Regions from separate parts of the Mus musculus genome. Here region 1 is linked to region 2. Evidence: chromatin contacts called from public Hi-C data. All regions are on one chromosome and are shown on one strand. Each heading gives the region's core, a stretch centred on a gene start, on an enhancer-like site or on the middle of the called end of the contact. The rest is flanking DNA. Distances are from core to core; before and after follow the strand shown. Region 1 overlaps Gm4258 (a long non-coding RNA gene). Region 2 has its middle 74 kb from the start of Zfp281.

Evidence for each region. Hi-C and Micro-C count contacts between places; a contact is called where the count stands out from the background.
Region 1: a contact with region 2 is called in a Hi-C map of cortical neurons, with 4 times the contacts expected there. The contact joins two enhancer-like sites. A contact is called at or near these places in 6 of 484 Hi-C or Micro-C datasets (cerebral cortex, cortical neurons, rod photoreceptor and 1 more) and 3 of 115 datasets of contacts at active chromatin or transcription factors (embryonic forebrain, embryonic limb bud and pancreatic cancer cells).

Annotation. Positions count from the first base shown.
Region 1 is chr1:137,904,405-137,907,178 of GRCm38.p6, reverse strand. Gm4258 (a long non-coding RNA gene) reads right to left here. Exons shown (of 3, transcript XR_003948014.1): 2 at 1-2,774. Among named protein-coding and RNA genes, the nearest start is that of Gm4258, 7.3 kb to the right of the region's middle. Within about 2 kb of position 1,383, at least 17 of the 459 cell types and tissues checked have an H3K27ac peak or open chromatin away from gene starts, as enhancers often do. A contact at or near this core is called in cortical neurons, where this site is marked.
Region 2 is chr1:136,549,662-136,552,449 of GRCm38.p6, reverse strand. It overlaps a transcript of Kif14 not described here. Among named protein-coding and RNA genes, the nearest start is that of Zfp281, 74 kb to the left of the region's middle. Within about 2 kb of position 1,364, at least 27 of the 459 cell types and tissues checked have an H3K27ac peak or open chromatin away from gene starts, as enhancers often do. A contact at or near this core is called in cortical neurons, where this site is marked.

The DNA.
Region 1 (2,774 bases), core at 134-2,633, 1.4 Mb before region 2:
GACTGGAAGTTTGCTCAGAGTGACCCATAATGTTCAAGCACTTGCACAAATGTTGCACCTGGAACAAAGAGGAGTGAAGGGGGCAAAGGTCAAAGCCAAGCCTTAATAAGCATCGACTAAACAGACTTCAGACTTAGTGAAAAGTCCAGACGCCCCCTGCAGCGTCATCTTACATCTGATTTTTCTCTTTTCAACATGGAGTATAATCCATAAATACCACCAAATCACTGGCAGCTTAGCCTCGGGTTTTAGTTTAGGGTTTTGTTTGTTTGTTTGTTTGTTTGTTTGGTTGGTTGGTTGGTTTTTTGTTTTTATCTTCTAGAGACTCCCCCCACCCCTTTGCAAAGATTTAAAAATTTAACCCTTTGCATCCCCCTATTAACCAATGAATGCCACGTTAGCTTACATCTGTAACCCTTTCCAGGACAAGAGGTGCCTTGAGTGTTTCCAAGGCAGAGTGCTGGCTGAGGGATTCCTATTTGCCTAAGACGTTTTGAATAACATTCTGATGAATGACTAATGGATCAAGACGATCAAACTTCACAGTCAGCAAAAAAGTGTGTCTTTCATGCATAGTCCACTGTGGTAGACTTAAATGGACACTTAGAGGATGGCCTAGTAGGTCATCAATGAGAGAAGCCCTTGGTCCTATGAAGGTTCTATGCCCAGTATAGGGAAATGCCAGGGCCAGGAAGTGGGAGTGGGTGGGTTGGGGAGCAGGGGGAGGGGATAGGGGATTTTCAGAGGGGAAACTAGAAAGGGGGATAGCATTGAAATGTAAATAAACAAAATATCTAATAAAAAATAAGAAATATAAAAAAATGTAACTTTATTTTGAAAAAACAAAAACAAAAAAACAAAACCTTAAAAGGAATTGCCTTTCTTCCACTTACTATCACAAAGAAGTTAAATTTGCATATGAGTTTCTATATGTGCATATGAGTGCTGAAAATGTCTAAATTTGGAGACTCTTCTAACTTCAGGTTAGGTGACACAGTCTGTCCTGATAATTTTATTGGCTTAATCTCATGGCTGCATGCTTTATTATCTCTCCTTTAACCTTTATTTTCTTTTAAACAATGCTTTTCCTCCAGGAAATATAGTTGGTCAAAGGGAGAACACAGAATAAACTGGGCATCCACCTTGAGCTTAGTAACTGAGAGAAGCCTTCCATTTGGAGGTGGGCTCACTGCAGGAGCTAGATGTGAGAGAAGCTGAGGCAAATTCAGTGGCTTGTTATTTACGACATTGCAGATTTTCAGAATGCCAGAGACATCTGCATGAGCCCCTATATTTATCCTCCCATCTATTCGTATAGCACCACTTCCTTTACAGCTAAGGATATAAAATTAGAAAACACAAGAGCGGACTGGTATGGGTATGATCCATAAGCCTCTCAATGAAAGATGAGGCTAACTGTCAGTGAGCACTAATGGCTGGGTGCACAGCATACTGGATGGGAGGCGTCTACTGTACAGGAAAGATTAAGCTGGAGAAGGCTCCTAAGCAAGAAAACCAGTACAAACAGTGTCCAGGGAGAGCTGAAGGGGGACCTGGGTTTCCACTGGATCTCAATCACAGAGTCATTGCTACGTTTCACAGGACAGGAAAGGGACACCGTGAGGGCAGACATTTTGTACAGCTGCAAAGATTCCGTAACTGTCCATAATTTTTCCTGGACTTTTTTTTTTTTAACCAAAATGAAAATTAGGATTCATGAAGCAAAATCAGAATGGGAATCTCAACCACAAACTTGCAAAAATGAAAACTACTAACACTCACTTAGCTTAATGAGATGTGGCGTTATTGTTGCATTAAATACTTTTAATCGGCCTTGACCCTCACAGAATCAAGACCTGCTTAGTAGCCAATGGTACTACAGAAAAGAGGAAAATAGAAGTAGCTGAGAACTATCACCCTTATTTAAAACTGTTTCTTGATTATTTAGTATGAATGATGAAGAATTTCAATCCCAATTTAATTTAATAATCCCCGTGATCCCATTCTCCATTATTTTCTATAGCCTGGCTCTGATTCATGATTAAATCAACTCCGTGGTTCTGATGGTAAAGATAAGCTGTAGCTAGTTATAAAGTAAAACATTAGATGGCACTTTACTCTCATTTCTATTGTTAGGTCATAGTTTTGATCTCGTAAGATTTTAAACATAGTCACACAGGGTAAGGCAGAATTGGGCAAATTGGAGCAGTGAACTCATATTTGTAATTGGCTTTTCCAATTTTAAGTCAATAAGAAAAATATTTAATATGAGAATAGCTCACATGCTTAAAGACATGATGACAGTCCTCGGTCTCATGTATGGAAGTACAAGTTTGACTCACAGAGAGTTACAGTAAGCTATCCGAACTTTAATTTTCCCAAAGTTTGTAAAAAATTGACTTCATGTACTAGTGGCTTAGACCACAACTTTCAGAACTGTAAATTCTAGCAGTCCATCTTGATATTTGTATAATTTTGACACAAAAATCCTAATGAACGTTACCATTCCTAAGATGTATAAATTTTCAAACATTTGCATGAACGTAGCTCATGACAAAGCATCTCTTTATTTGTCAATCTCTATATTTGTCAATATATTTGTTACATACTAGGCTGTCCCCCATCCCAAATAATGAGTATAACCTTGAATCCAGGGCCTGCACTGCTATAAAGCCTCTATAGGATTTTCCAGTGGCACCAATAATTGATATTTACTTTCTTAATTTCTGTCTGCTTTTAAAATGTGCACCACGAGTTCAACTTTTCTTCTAAGA
Region 2 (2,788 bases), core at 115-2,614:
CAGCTAACCAGGGAAACGTGATATGCTATATCCACGGAGTTCAGAAGACACCCTGAAGTTACACTGTCCCTACAGCTGGCTTATGACAAATGTTTTCAAAGCAAATTTTAAAACTTGACTTCAAGTTGGGTGGAGTTCACTTTTAATCTCAGCACTGGGGGGGGCAGAGGCAGAGGCAGAGGCAGAGGCAGAGGCAGAGGCAGAGGCAGAGGCAGAGGCAGAGGCAGAGGCAGAGGCAGAGGCAGAGGCAGAGGCAGAGGCAGAGGCAGAGGCAGAGGCAGAGGCAGAGGCAGAGGCAGAGGCAGAGGCAGAGGCAGAGGCAGAGGCAGGTGGATCTCTGAATTTGAGGCCAGCCAGATCTACAGAGTTCCAGAACAGCCAGGAGTATACAGAGAAACCTTGTCTCCAAAAAAACAAAAACAAAAACAAAAAACAAAAACAACAACAACACCCCAAAACACTAAACAAACAAACAAAACAACAACAACAACAACAAAGCATGACTTCAGGGTGAACTTATAGATGGCATGGGAACATCCCTTTGTAATCCCAGCATGAAGGGGGCTGGAAGTCTAAAACCAGTGAGCTTAAGGCTGGGTGAGACATAACAAATTCAAGGCCTTTGAGACCCTGTTTAAGAGCTTTTGACACCTGGAGGGTCATGGGAAATACTAAATGAATGAACAAACCTGCCTTAAAATCCTAAATCTATTGTTTACGCTTGGACTTTGTGCAAAGGACTTCAGCTCTTCTTCGCCTCTATTCTCCTCACCTACAAGCTAAGGATCAAAACCAGAAGGCTGAGCCAGGCTGGGTGAGGACCACCCAAGTCCATCTGAGCCACACCTGACCCACACCGGTATCTCAGAGCCTGGCAGCCTCTGTGACTTCTTAGTTCTGGCCAGTTTCCCTTGAGGGAACATTATCACCCACATGCATGAGAGAGAGAGAGAGAGAGAGAGAGAGAGAGAGAGAGAGAGAGAGAAACATTCCTCTATTCCCTGGGATAGCTGTCAGAGACAAGCATTAGCTTTCAGCGTCTCTGAATGCATGTCTTGTCGAGTCTCCCCACCAACACACACAGGGAAAGGGAGAGCCATCAGCTGCTTCGACACCAACGTGTGCAGGCAAGCAGTGTAGACACTCCGGGCTCAGAAAGCATAACTAGTGTGTTGGCCTTCAGGTAGTAAAAAATGGAAACCATTTTAAGAATGTTTAGGGATATTTCCTCTCGACATTATTCAGAACAGAAAGAATATGTTTCATAATGCTCCTTCCATTTTCCTGTGGATCTACACTTAGGAGTTGAAAGTCCATTAGAAAGGCAGAGTGGGCCGCCATCTGCCTATGAGACAGTGCCATCTAGTGTCCGATGTGAGCATCGCAGAGGATCGGAACATTTCCTTTCTCACAAGCAGGTTTCATTTAGCAGCGACCTGGGGCCTTCCTTTCAACAGCTGACTATACCCGCGGCCTCTTCCAGACCCACAGATGAGTGGTCCTCTTCCCCACGTATGAAACATACAAGCGGATCATGACAAAACTATAAAATATTTTGACTGATACGTTAGTATTACTATATTAATATTAGAATGAGTGATAGGCAAAGAAAATCCAGCCATTTAATTGGTTAACAATAGAAGTGATTTGAGAAGAAAGCACACGGTGTGTGATGTCAGTGTTTCGCAGTAACAACAAGTAATACTGAAGACATACTATGTCTTCTTAAATGGTAAAATTATATGTAAAAATGTATGGTTTATTTTCAATATGTTTGCTTCATCTATTTTATATCCCAGGATAGTGAAGGTTGCATAAAAATGTTTCTGTTGAGAAGGGGGGAGGGTGTCCCTTTTCTCATCTGTCATGAGAGAACTACAGGAACCTAAGGGGAGGTGGACTCTTTGGGGGAGCACAGTGGGTCCCCACATGGCCACTCGAGGCAGAGTCGCCCTGCATTGATCCACCCTTGGCTGCGACACACAGGAGAAATGGGAGCTTACTGTATTGAGTCACTTGATGCAAAGGTCATCTGTGGCAGCAGTCTGCCCGCTCAGTCTAATAACCCTCAAAAGTAGTCTTTTTGAGATAATAAATATTACTTTCTCTGTAAAGAAAAGCGCCATATAGTGGAATAAAGAGTGCTAGACTCACTTTTACGATTGGCTCATGCTGTATTAGACAATATTTATTTACATTTATTTATGGGGTAGGGGGGAGGCACACACACCACAGTTCACTGTTGAAGGTCAGAAGACAGACAACTTTTGGAAGTTGGTTCTCTCCTTCCACTCCGAGGGTCTTGGGGGTGGAGCTCAGGCTGTGAGGCTTGAGAGCAAGTGCCTTTACCAGCTGAGGTATTTTAGCAGCCCACGTTGGGCACTCTTTATAAAGCAAGAAGAGGAGGTTTTGGGGTTTGTTTGCTTGTTTGTTTAGGTTCCCCACAGATGCCTATAAGAGCATGTTCCATGAAATAATGTTTATTCTCCAAAATCCATTTTTTTAAAATTAGGTATTTTCTTCATTTACATTTCCAATGCTATCCCAGAAGTCCCCCATTACCCCCCCCCACTCCCCTACCCACCCCCTCCCACTTCTTGGCCCTGGCCACTTCCCCTGTACTGAGGCATATAAAGTTTGCAAGACCAATGGGCCTCTCTTTCCACTGATGGCCTACTAGGTCATCTTCTGATACATATGCAGCTAGAGTCAAGAGCTCCAGGGGTTACTGATGGACCATCTAGAGACTGCCATACCCGGAGATCCATCCCATAATCAGCCTCCAAAT